Linked DNA regions of Mus musculus: region 1 is linked to region 2. A link is a contact called in public Hi-C data. All regions are on one chromosome and are shown on one strand. Each heading gives the region's core, a stretch centred on a gene start, on an enhancer-like site or on the middle of the called end of the contact. The rest is flanking DNA. Distances are from core to core; before and after follow the strand shown.

What was found. A called contact is a pair of places that touch in the nucleus more often than the background predicts.
Region 1: a contact with region 2 is called in a Hi-C map of cortical neurons, with 2.8 times the contacts expected there. The contact joins the enhancer-like site here to the promoter of Rbm24 in region 2. A contact is called at or near these places in 1 of 39 promoter capture datasets (hippocampal neurons), 2 of 484 Hi-C or Micro-C datasets (cortical neurons and nephron progenitors), 2 of 115 datasets of contacts at active chromatin or transcription factors (embryonic stem cells and neural progenitor cells) and 3 of 9 other capture datasets (adipose tissue, liver and pancreatic islet).

Annotation. Positions count from the first base shown.
Region 1 is chr13:46,458,030-46,464,442 of GRCm38.p6, forward strand. No RefSeq gene overlaps it. Among named protein-coding and RNA genes, the nearest start is that of Gm35110, 35 kb to the right of the region's middle. Within about 2 kb of position 4,437, at least 8 of the 459 cell types and tissues checked have an H3K27ac peak or open chromatin away from gene starts, as enhancers often do. A contact at or near this core is called in cortical neurons, where this site is marked.
Region 2 is chr13:46,414,007-46,420,742 of GRCm38.p6, forward strand. Rbm24 (RNA binding motif protein 24) reads left to right here and starts at 4,294. Exons shown (of 4, transcript NM_001081425.1): 1 at 4,294-5,192; 2 at 6,269-6,392. The coding sequence starts at 5,025.

The DNA.
Region 1 (6,413 bases), core at 3,187-5,686, 44 kb after region 2:
GTATGATTAAAAATTTATAACGTTGGTAACAGAAAGTTGGCTTAAAACTGTTAACTCCAGGTTGGAGTAATTTGGAACTACAACACGTGGCATGTGCCAACCGAGGGAAACAGGTCTATAAAGACAGTTCTAAATTGGGAAGAGTTTCCCCACTAAGTGCTGATGAGCTGCCATACGTGAAATTGCAGGCTTATCTTCATCTTGAATTCCACGGTTCATTCTCAGCCAGACCCAGAGTGACCTTACAAATGTGTCATTACCAAACTGAACCTCTACCTGTGGCCCCGTCACACCTCCCTTCCCAGGCAGGTCACTCTTCTTCTGTCAACCCCTACACACCTCCACCCAGCTGACCACATCTTGACATCCCTACTATGACCTGTTCCTTTCTGTCCCTGACCATGCCTTAGTTCTCACACTCATCTTTTGCCCCTGGATCTGCCGAACCCCTGCCTTCTGATTGATGCCTTCTGTCGGACTGCTGTAAGTCCTATCTAAACACTCTATAAGCTGCATCCACCTTGTGGATGTCAAGTCACAGAGCTGCCATGCATGTAATGAACTACCTCACCAGCTGTCCCCGTGCTCCCCCTACCCAAAGCTATTCCCCATCCTTCCCTACCACACAACAGGCCAGAATAAATCTCCCCCTTCCCTTACATTGCTTCTTATTAGGTGTACTGGCTAGTTTTGTGTCAACTTGACACAGCTGGAGTTATCACAGAGAAAGGAGCTTCAGTTGAGGAAATGCCTCCATGAGATCCAACTGTAAGGCATTTTCTCAGTTAGTGATCAAGGGGGAAAGGCCGCTTGTGGGTGGAACCATCTCTGGGTTGGTAGTCTTGGGGTCTATAAGAGAGCAGGCTGAGCAAGCCAGTAAGGAACATCCCTCCATGGCTTCTGCATCAGCTCCTGCTTCCTGACCTGCTTGAGTTCCAGTCCTGACTTCCTTTGGTGATGAACAGCACTATGGAAGTGTAAGCCGAATTAAACCCTTTCCTCCCCAAACTGCTTCTTGGTCATGATGTTTGTGCAGGAATAAAAACCCTGACTAAGACATTAGGTAAATTTGATCATAACAACAAGTAGCTAATCCACACGGTCTTGATGGTGTCACAAAATCCATACTCCATGGTTTTCACTCTGGAACTCAACTGGGTCAGATCTGTGGCCAGTGTGCGTCTACCCTTCCCTACAGCAGGGTTATGCCACCCTTTACAACTGACACTTCCTTGGTTCTTCAGCCTCTTCCCCAGCCCTGCCCTCATGAGCCCACATGCCGGCATATACGCCGAAGCTCCAGTTCCTAGAATGTGATTCTGTGCCCCCCAACACCAAAGCTCTGGGTCCTAAAATGTGATTGATTCCGTTCCCTCATCAGGATCTGACCATCTCATTATCTCACCCTCATAGACCCACCCTTGGGAAATCCCTAGTCATCCTTCAAAATATAGCTTGCCTATTGCTTTTTCCTTCCTCTCTTAGGCTATGTTGTCTGTGTCGTTCTCTTGTCTGGCACAGCATCACTGCATCACTGAAATCATCAAGCTTTGCTGGCGTCCCCGATGGGTCCAGAACCAGACATGCAGCCATTGCTAACGTCCCTGGAGTGGCTCTGATTCCATGCTTGTGTGTCATTTTTCTCCTAAGAAGTACCATTCCCACTGTCAGCTTTATGAGCTTGAACTGAGATTTTTTCCCATCATGTTTTCCCCTGGTACTTTAGGCCACACTCTTCACGCTTCGTTTATAGGCCTGTAGAGAAGGATTTAATTAAACCATACTTAATAGAATGGCTGCCTCTCTGCCACTGGCAACATAATACGGGTTTGGAAAATGAAAACAAGCATAATACTTGGTGTGGTGACGCTCGCAGTTTTGCGAGACAAAGATGGTATCACGGGGTGTTAGAACAGGGGGAAACTTTTGAACACTGATCCAGGCCCCAGTACTTCACACAGAATGAGGAGAGAAAAATGCCTTGGAATCTCCAGCCAGATTTCTTCTTTGGGGGGTGGGGGGAAGGGTAGTAGGGGGAGGGTATTGCTCTGTTTATTGACTATCAGGAACACCCAACACAAAGCTCTACAGCTGCATGCAGCCAAGGACACACATCGAATATTATGAGACTTTTGCACTCGGTTGTACTTATAATTTTCTTTGTATGGTGTGTGTGTGTGTTGTTAACCCTACACATGCATATGTACATCATATAAATAACAATAAAATAGGTGTAGTGATCTGATCGGGGCAGACTGACATCAGTCATAAGTCATAGGTAGCACTGATAGTTTCTTAGCCTTTGGTGACCAAGTGGCTGTTAACACCCCAGGCGTCAATCAAGGCAGGAATGGGAGCAAGAGAAAGACCTCCATGAGCATCTCGTCTGTTCTGTAGAGAGCAAGTTTCCACTCGAAGTTTCTCAGCAGAATCCCAATTTCTCACAGGCCCCAACACATTATATTACCACTCAGTAGGCCAAAAAGCACTTAAAAATAAAATTTTTGGTCCTATAAACTTTTTATAATGGTGGGTGCGGGAAGGGCTATGTCAGAGCTGGGGGGGGGGGATGCCTGGGCAAGTACAGTCCCTGCCATGAAAGCAAAAGGACCGAAGTTCAACTCTAGCACCCATATAAATACCTGAGTGTGGTCCTTTGTCATCCCATCGATGGGAAGCAGTGACAGGAGTGTCCCTAGAGCTTTCTAGCCAGTCAGCCTAGCCTAATAAGAAGCTCTAGATCCCAGGGAAGGGCATTGTCTCAAAACAGAAAAATTTCAAAAAGAAGAAGAAAAAAAAAAAAAGGCCAGCACCTAAAGACCTGCTTATGAGGTTGAGCACACACACATGAATCACACATGCATGTCACAAACACCCCCGGGCATGCATATCCACGTGTTTATGCACACACATGTAAAAGCAGGCTGGAATATTGTGTAGTGAGCAACAAGCTAGACCTGCCAAGAGGACCTGCCATTTAAGAGGAGATTTAAAGGATTTAATGGGGATTTTAAACAAAGCCTTTGAAGTTGGCCATGAGCTTGTTCGGATCTTGCACTGTGCATCAGTGAACAAGAGCGGATCGGCTCCATCTCCCGTTTACTTCCTATCTCGCAGATTGCCCTTAGATTATGGGAATTTGTGCCTTGAGTCATGAACTCCATCACTTTGGTGTTTGCCTCATTGTGACATCTTCCGTTAAGCTGACCCTTACGTCTATCCATTCTTGACACCTTGGATCTACAGATAAAGCAGATCTGACGAAACCTCCAAACACTGGAGATTCTGAAGTCATGAAAATCCAGACGGAAAGAGGAAGATTCTGTGTGTTCTTTATCGTCTTTAGCGACTTCAGTCAAATGACTGACTACTCCCGAAGTCAGAAATAATCCAGAGTTAATTGGCTAAGGTATTTTAAGGTTCCATCTTTTTCTATTTTTCTCCTGTCTTGGTAAAGCTAGGAATTATGTTCCAAGCATTGAGCATCTTGGCACAGTAGTTACTAAGACAACGTATTAAATGAAAAATAAAAAATATCACTGGATTAAAAAAAAAAAAAGCCTTCCAATTGAAATACCAACATCTTAGTATTGCACTTTGCAGTTGATCCAGACACCGTGTCTTCCTAAGAAAAACCTGTATGTTCTTTAAGTCTAAAAGTTAACACTTCCTCTCCTCTCTACGTTAGCAGAATCCTTTAGCATCGTAAAGGACCTCCTTTCTGTTACATATTACAGAGACAAATTATCCATTTGTCAGTATATACTTGGGCTAGCCTGAACCACATTTTAGTAAAAAGAGTTGTCGGAGTCTATCAAGAACTGCTCCCAGCCCCACACCCAACATCAAAGCCCCCACATGCTCAAATCCCTTCCATAAAATGAGTATTAGCCTACAACCTGCCCACGACTTCCTTTATATTTCAAATTATCTCTAGGTCATTCGTGACCGTGATAAGATGTAAAGCCTATATCATTTTCTAAGGAGCCACTTAGGAAATTTAAAGAGGAAAGGGAAATATATATATATTCGGGACCCACATATTCCCCTGTATGTTTTGGGTGCCTGATTGGTTGAGTTGGTTGGCTACAAACACTAGACATGGTGGGCTGGCTGAAGCCCTGGCTCTTTATCTTTTCCTTTTCCTTTTTCCTTTTCCTTTTGTGTGTGTGTGTGTGTGTGTGTGTGTGTGTGTGTGTGTGTGTGTGTGTGCTTTCTTAACTTCTGGTGAGGCCTATGAGGTTGAGCTTAAACTACAGGCCACAAGTTTGGGGGTTAACGAAACCAAATGAGAATGTCATAGGAAAACTGGAGACAGTAAAGGCTTCCAAAAGTCCAGATATCTAAATTTGTAATGGATCTGAGACGCTCCTGGCAGCAACCATCCTTACTTTCCTGGCTTGGCTGCAGCCCTAGGTTCTGAACATAACACATTTACACACCCCCACAATGTGCAACACCCAGAAATACTGGCAAAAGTACCTCAGATCAGCCCCCAGACTGTTACATTAGGAACTGCAGAGATTTTAGTATACGGTCAGCTTTCTGCTCTTACAGAAGCAAAATGGCTTAATTTGGAGAAAAGACATGGGGGAAGGCCTTTAATATCTTCCTATTGTGGATCCTTCGCATTAAGTATCCAGTTGGGACATCTTTGCACTAAATGGTGCTAAAATGGTTGGTCTTAAGCTTTGTGTCTAAGCTTCATGAAAAAATAAGAATGTTGGATGGATTTTGGCTTGGGATTTAGGACAGGATTTCCCACATTGTCTGAAACAGCCCTTAGCATTACCTTTGCCATTTTGTAGTCTGTATTCATGCAAAATAGCCACTGCAGCCTTGACCACTACCATGAAACGTCAGTCAACTCGGAAAAATGACAACTACCATCTACCTCTTACACCACCAAATATTAGTTCAGGGTTTAAATTCTTTATGTAGAACTAGAAAAGTCATCCAGGTAGCTTATCAGTAGGCAAATTTACTATAGTTTTCCATAAACTGTATTAGTATATTATAGAATGGTTTAGAATTCAACTTTTTTATGGCTTGATATCAATACATGTTTTACTTCTTTTGGGGGGAGGTTTGGGGGGGTTGGTTTTTTTGTTCTGTACCTGCTTTGTACACCTGTCTGGTCAAATAGATGTAGACTCCTCAGGTGAAAAGATGTCACAGGTAGAAACTGTAAAGAACACCTCCCAACGTGAGCAATGAAGCCCTTCCGTGTGCTATGGGCGATATAGAACTAAGTGCTCTAGTAGGATGGAAACTCCACGTTCTACTCTGGTAGAACAGAACTGACCTCCACGGAGAAGATGCCATAGGAACGCACGGCTCAACCTGATTGGTGTTCCCCACAGAGATGCAAAGCACAGAGGAGCAAATTCACTCTCCTGATCCCAGCTCTCCGGCATGGCTTCCGGTGAATAGGCCAGTGGGCTTCTTCCCTGTCCTTTATTCTGTGCCTCTGCTGGGTGTCCGGTGCCATGCTAGGTGCTAGAAATCCAGAAGAAACTAAGGGGGAGTCCCACTCTTCAATGACAATATTAGGAATCTATATGAGAGGGAAAGGCAGTGGAAAGGGCTGGATTTGCACACATCTCCTCTGCCTATTCAAGAGAGAGGAGGAGGGGAGAAACAACAAACTGAGTGGGCTGGGGATATAGATGGGGATGGAGCATACTTAGCATGTGCAAGGCCCTGGTTCAACCCTCAGCACCGGAATCAAAATGTGGATCCCCACTTTGTGTGGGCTCTGTGGATGCAGCTGATCTAAGCTTGCCAGGCTTCTGTGGCAACCAATTTTACCCATTGAGCTGGCTTACTGCCCCAAACACTATTGTTTTCATAGGGCAGGAAATAGTTTTGCATCCATCAGACTGAAGAAACGACTGTGGTTTGGTGGTGACTGGACTGAGTCAGGTGGAGATGTTTGTCACGGGGAGATGTCACATCCACGGGAAAGTGAAAAAATGTTAGCATCTGAGCCATGCTTTGACACTTTGCCATCTTTTTAAACACAGGCATGCCCTTGAACTGCCAGAAAATATTTTTGAGTTGAATATGGTTCATTAAAATTAGGTTAAAGAATATCAAAGTTTTAACCTTGTTTCATAGAAAGTGCTTTTCTTGGCTTAAGATTTAAAGTGTCCCAAAAGCAAGCAGGATGGCTCTGTGGGTAAAGGCACTCCCACCAAGCCTGCAGACCTAAGTTTGGTCCCCAGACCGACATGGTGAAAGGAGAAAACTGGTTCCTGCTTGCGCCTGAATGCCCTCCTCCTCCACGGTCATCATGGTACCTGTGTATTGCATACACACACACACACACACACACACACACACACAGAGAGAGAGAGAGAGAGAGAGATAGACAGACAGACAGAGACAGAGACACAGAGAGACAAAGAGAC
Region 2 (6,736 bases), core at 3,044-5,543:
TACCCCCTCACTTTCATTTTAACTCTGTCTGATCACTTAAATAACTCCACCCTGCCTTCCGATGTGAAAAACGCTTGACATAAAATCGGTGCTGTGGCTTCGATAGTTACACCTGTTCATTTCAAGCCATCTTACCAACCTAGCTAAGGCAGAATGCAACAGGAATAGATTTCTCCAAGACAGAGCTGAGCTGCCTGACCTCGCTATCCAACTGCCAGTTCTGTGCACAAAAATACCAGCCTGGCCTACTTTGCATGTGTGTTCTCTGTGACTACGGATTACCAGCCGGCTCAGAGAAACAGGTGCAACTGCTTAGAGCTGTTCTATAGGCGAGAAAACCTGTGAGGCAGCCTCACTTAGAGGGACTCAAAGCAGGACAGGCTATTTCCAAATTACCCAAAGAGGCTTACCTCAAAAAATGCTAAGTAACTGGCTTAAACATTCCACAAGCAGTGAGTTCTCTCCAGAATATATTAGTTCATATCAAGCATGGGACAGGGGTTATATATCTTAAAGAGAGGATTTTCAGTAAATATTTAGTGTGTGTGTGTGTTTTCCAGGGTATGGATGAACATGTGCACATGGAGGTTGACCTCCTAGCCTTTAACTCACCTTGGTTTTGTTTCCTTTTCAGGGTCTCTCTCTGGCTTGAAACTCACAAACTAGACTAGGCTAGCCCCCTAGTAGTCACCACCTCCCAAATGCTGGGATGGATCAAAACTTAGCTCTATACACCTAGCTTCTGCACACGACTCTACAGGTGAGACATAGGTCCTCCTGCTTGCGAGGTAAACCCTCTACAGATTGAGCTAATCACTCCAGACCCCCATTGTCAGGAGATTATCTCTTTAGTACTGTAAGGTTCAGCACATGGTTTTGAGGACCTGAAGCAAGAGCAAGAGAGTGTCCCGACACTGGGGTAGATTTTCTAAATCCAGGAAGAAATGATGTTTCTCAACCTTCATGAAATGTTACACTTTTTTTTTCCCTCTTCAAAATTCTCCTAAACTTGTGTAAGCCTGGAGTTGCCATTCATGATGAATTAAAAAGGAAGAAGAGGTGAGGAAAGAGAAAAAAAATAGATAAAATGGGTGTTCAACCATTGTGGTTTGGTTCTGGCCTTTAACAGATAAAGATTTTGAACATGGAAGGTGATTTACTGTAAGTAGCTTACTGTAATAAAATGGTATCAATTCTGCCAAGGAGTGGTAACCAAGGACTCGGGCCATCCATGTGCGCTAACTTGGATATGGCAAGCTTGGAACTTATTTCTAACTTGTACAGTATTTTTTACTTTTTCTCTTCAAAGAAGCACACAAGGCATGCAGGTATCCACATCTCTTCTGCCAAAAGCAGCCGGAAAGAGAAAAGATTCTTCACGTACTGTTATTGCAAGCCTGAATCTGTGATGGGCCTTTGTACAGAAATATTTGGTACTTAATAATCTTGAAGTCTGGATTCAGATCCATCTCACAGCCCCGGAGGGATACATGGTTTAATGGCACAGGTTCATAAAGCCACCGAGAGTGGATCTGGCCTTTGGTCCTGTGTTTCCCTTTGTGTAGACGTGAAATCAAATCCACAGCACGCAAGGAGCACGCTGAGCGATGTCCTCTCCTGATGTGGATTTAGAAAATAAATAATCACCAATCTCTGCCCTCATCTCAGCAGCTCATGCCAGTTAACCAGGAATGCCTTGATTATTTGTGGGATTTTCAAAAATGTCCCAATGACCAGGTATATCATCTTGTTCAAAATGAAATAATTTCAGACGAAAGTGTCAAATATTTTCTAAAGTCACTCCAGTGGGATCTCAGGGGACTTAAGGGAGTACATTTATCTGTGTTATTTTCTCTAGAATGATGACATACAAGTCTTCTCCCCCCCTTCACTGTCCCCCCACGTGTGTATGTGTGTGTGTGTGTGTGTGTGTGTGTGTGTGTGTGTGTGTGTACAGAGACCAGAAGCTGGCCAAGATGTGCCAGCACAGTTAGCATTCGTGGCGATACAGGGATTTGAACTCAGGTCCTAGCACTTGCACACCAAGCATTTTTCCCACTAAGCTGCTTCCTCAGTCCTCGAAGTAAAGAGTGTATTTCTTCCCGAAGGCTGAGCTCTAGGATAGTCTATCCCGTTGTGGGGGTAAAACCTTCCTCTTAGCTCTCTCCACTTTGCCTAGAGACCACCATCCAAATGCCTGGCTGCACTCCCAGATACTCTCTTTGCCTGCAGGCTGGGTTGGCTTCTTACCCATGTAGGAAGACAAGTCATCCAATGGCACACAGTGTCTGGGACTTCTTAGTAGACAAAAAGCCTCCCCTCTCAGAGGCTTTTGCCCGCCTGCGCTTCAGTGAAGTACTATAATTGTGAAATGACACCGTAAGATGAATATTAAATACTCGAAAGCATACGTCTTCTGTGTCAGGGTCTGCTTTCTTACTTTTAAAAATTATCTTTTGTCCTTCGAGCACAGAGTCCCTTCTGAACTAGTACTTCACTTAAACAGCGACAAAGATTTATATTTTCACACTGGGGCCGGCGTCTACAACAGTGGTTCTCAACCTGTGGGTCGTGACCTTCCAAGACCATTGGAAAACACAGATAGTTTGTTACTATTCATAACAGTGGTAAAATTACAGTTAAGAAGTCGCAACAAAAATAGTTTAGTGGTTGGAGGATCACCACAACACGAGGAACTGTATTAAAGAGTCAACACTTCGTATAAAATACTTACATTATATAAACTGCTTAATTTTTCTCCCCAGGATTAACCACAGCGAGATTTCTTAGTTTTCCTTTTCTCTCACTGAGGATTCAAACTGACCCCGATAACCTCGGGCAGCCTCCTGTGGAAATCAGCAAGATGAATTGAAGATTTCCTACCAGAATATTTGCTAGTAATTCTCATTCACCTTTGCACACACCACATTCTTCATTGGCTGGGGTTGACAGCTAAGGTGCCCTGGAAAGTAACTGGGGTATGTCTGTGGGGCTCTATCGGTTAATACACTGACCTGTTTAAAAGGAAATAAAAGATGTAGCTCAGGGGCAACTAGTGTTGGGACTACACTGGCCTCTCGGAGCAAAACCCGCTTGTGCAGTGAGGGCAGAGAGTGAAATGTTCTGCTTACATTAAATACTTTCATCGGGGGCCTGGGGATGTAGCTCAGTCGGCAGAGTGCTTGCCTGGCAGGAAGGAAGCCCTGTGCTCCTTCCCAAAGCTTCCCATAAACCCAGAGAAGGGGCACATGCCCGCAGTCCCAGCATTCAGGACTCTGAGACAGAAGAATCAGAAGTTCAAATTCAAAGTAATCTTTATGATACACCGGAAGTTCAAGGACAGCCTGGGATACACAATACCCTGTCTCAAAATAAGGGGGAGGGGTATTTTAATCTAAACCTTAAATATGATGGGCTGATTTCAAAGCGTCATTAATTTAAAGCCCTATTGAGCATAAGAACTGCCAACGAGCTGGCTTAAATTAATAAACATATACTACGTTTAGTGTATTCTATCTATGCTTCCAGAATTGCTGGTAGAAATCCATCGTTATGTAACAGCCCCCACCCTTTTAAAAGAAATCATACTTTTTACAATTATATCCGGATAAATAAATGAGGTCAATTCACTAACCGTTCTGCAATTCAAATAGAAGGAAATAGATTCTTTGCTTAGTGGGGAAAAAAAAAGGCGGAGGTGGGAGCGACTTGTGTTGAGACAGACATTGTACCCATCTTCCTGAATAACTAAGTTAGGCAGGAAGCACAAATTTGATGATCGTGGGAGGTACAGTACTAATTCATGGTCCTCTGCAGTAGTCAGCAGGGCCAGATGAATACAGACACCCTTTGCTAGCTGTGAGCCATTAAAGCCAAAGTTTTTCTCAAGCATTCCCAAATGCTAGGGGCTATTATTATTATTCACCCCACCACATAACATCCCTGGGGCTCTTCCTCTTGGTTACCCACAGCACCAGCTTTTGGGGGCTAAGAAAACTTGAGAGTTCTTCTCACGGTTCAGACGCTAGAGACAGATCTCCTTGGTCCCAGGTGTTTGGGAGGGGACTGGCCTCTGTACAAACCACCCCAGGCCCCGGGGGACTCTCAAGTCAACTGGTCGTGCCAGCGAGGCCTAGCAAGAAGCTAGCGTGGTCTGCTTCGGAGCGTCAATCAGCTCACTCTGGGTCCCTGCGGGAATCGCCAGGGGTCTTTGCGACTTTGACCAGTAGGAGCAGGCAACAACAGAGCCAGGCCGCCTCCAGCCGTTTCCAACTCTGCCCCAGCAACAGCGCCAGAGCCCCAGCCAGGCGACCCAGCGCCCGCGCGCGGGGAGAGAAGCAGCTGTTCCCAACAGCTGGGGGGCGGCGGCGCCGGGCGCCCCAGGTGCTGTCCCGGCCAATCGCAGGCGTCCGGCCCGCCCCCTCCCCAGCCGGGCGTCGACCCCCAGGGCCGCTGGGGAAAAAGGAATAGAGGGTTGGAGAGCGGTCCTCCGTCCGCACTGGTGTGGCAGCTACTAAGCAGAAGGGACGGTTCCCAGACCGAGCCGGGCCCAGCACCGCGCCCCCAGCTGCCACCTCCGCGCCCCCGGGACACGGTAGCCTCTGAGCCAACCCCCATCCCACTAAGCCACTCGATTTTTTGAGAAAGAACCATCTACCTCTTCTGGACTTGGAGACCACCACCCTCTCTGCATTTAAGAAAAAAAATATTTTTATTTTATTTTTACTTTCACGCGGCGTGAGTGCAAAAGGCTCCCACAGTCCGCGGCTACGGAGCTGGTTACCCGGACGATCCGGAAGGTCTGGACAGTGACCGGACGCGGGGACTGGAGCAGAGCGCCTGGGCGAGTGTCGGGGACAGTGGGCCACTTGGGAAGCCGCGCGCCCAGCGCCCACGCCGCCCCCTCGCCCCCGCGCGCGCCCTCGGCCCCCGGCGGCCGCCGCGCGCTGCGGGAGACGCGGAGCCCGAGGACCAGGCGCAGCCGCAGCCGCAGCCGGAGCCCGAGCCGCGGGGCGGGCGCGAAGATGCACACCACCCAGAAGGACACGACGTACACCAAGATCTTCGTGGGAGGGCTGCCCTACCACACCACCGACGCCAGCCTGCGCAAGTACTTTGAGGTCTTCGGAGACATCGAGGAAGCGGTGGTCATCACAGACCGGCAGACCGGCAAGTCCCGGGGCTACGGATTTGTAAGTTACGTGGAAGAAGGACTCAGGGTGGGTGGGGAGCAACTAAGAGAGGTCCTGGCCAAAGCGATCAGGCCAGCAGGGAGCAAGTGGCCCCAGGCCCTGGGGAGGCAGAGATTAGGATAAGGGGCACAGTGGGACCTCGCGGGACGCCCGTTCACTCGGAGCTAAGCTGAAACTTTAAGTGCGATGGGGCTTGGAGAAACGAAGGGCCGTGGCTGCCTCGTGGGGTACAGAGAGGACCTGAGGCCATGCTCTTTCGGTGGCCCCGAGAGCCTGGGAAGGAGAGATGGGAGATGTGGAGAGTTGGGAGGGAGGAAGCAGAGCCCCTCACTGTGGATTCCCAGGTTGGAGGCTGGTTGTTAAGTGAGCTGGTGCTTTGTTTAAAAAAGAAAAAAAAAAAAAAACAGTGTGTGTGTGTGTGTGTGTGTGTGTGTGTGTGTGTGTGTGTGTTGTTTAGGCCCAGGGAGGGCTAGAGCTAACACACACACACACACACACACACACACACACACACACACACTCACACACACACACATACACACACACACACTTTACATCACTATCTTTTAAATTGCAAAGGTAGATTCTAAAAGGAAAAGAAAAAGCTGCACCTCTGGGTGTTTGCCTAACTGAAACAGCACATTAAGCTTCCTGGAGATTTAAAGGGGCGAATTCAGCAGCCCAAAGAGCTGAGAGCCCAGGAGCAGGGCAATCGCTATTGTCGCTGGGGAGTAACCAGCTGGTTTGGGGCTGGACTTTGTTTAAAGCCCACAGTACCTCTGGGGCCCCGGTGGGAATGTAAAAGGTAAATCTCCGCGCGAATTCAGAATGGTGGCTCCCAATCTCTGTTAGGCCCCACATTAGCACCCTTAGGACTTTGGGTGGGGGGCGGGGGAGATCCTTCCTTCCTTTCTTCTTTCTGCTTTTTTTTTTTTTTTTTAAGGCAGAGAATGGAGAGTTAATGTTCCCAACCCCTCCCAAATAAGAAAAGAAAGCCAGCCAGCTCGGTGGCTTGAATCCTTTTCCTTCAGGGGTTAACTGAGGGCTCTGTGTGTCTGTCTGTGTATGTTGCTAAGGTCACCATGGCTGACAGGGCTGCCGCTGAAAGGGCCTGCAAGGATCCCAACCCCATCATCGATGGTAGGAAGGCCAATGTGAATCTGGCATACTTGGGAGCAAAACCAAGAATCATGCAGCCAGGTGAGCAACACCCTCCTCCCCCTCCCCCTCCCCCTCCCCCTCCCCCTCCCTCTCCCTCCTCCCCAACTCTCCACCCATCTGTAGACAGATTCCACTGCCACCCCCAGCCCAGAAAAGCCAGCTTCCTGAGACCCTGTAGCTCGGTTTGGTAGAACTTGAGCTGGTTGTTCCACCAAGGCATTAAAGATACATGAACATTGTAAGTACGCCTCTGGGTACTTGAGATGTTCAAAAATAGATCTTAGGGTCCAGATAGCTTGCACTCAAAAGTTAATTGGTGTGTTTTCCTATACAATGATAGATGTTTTTTTGTCTGCTTTCAGTTATCCAGTTTTTACTAGCCA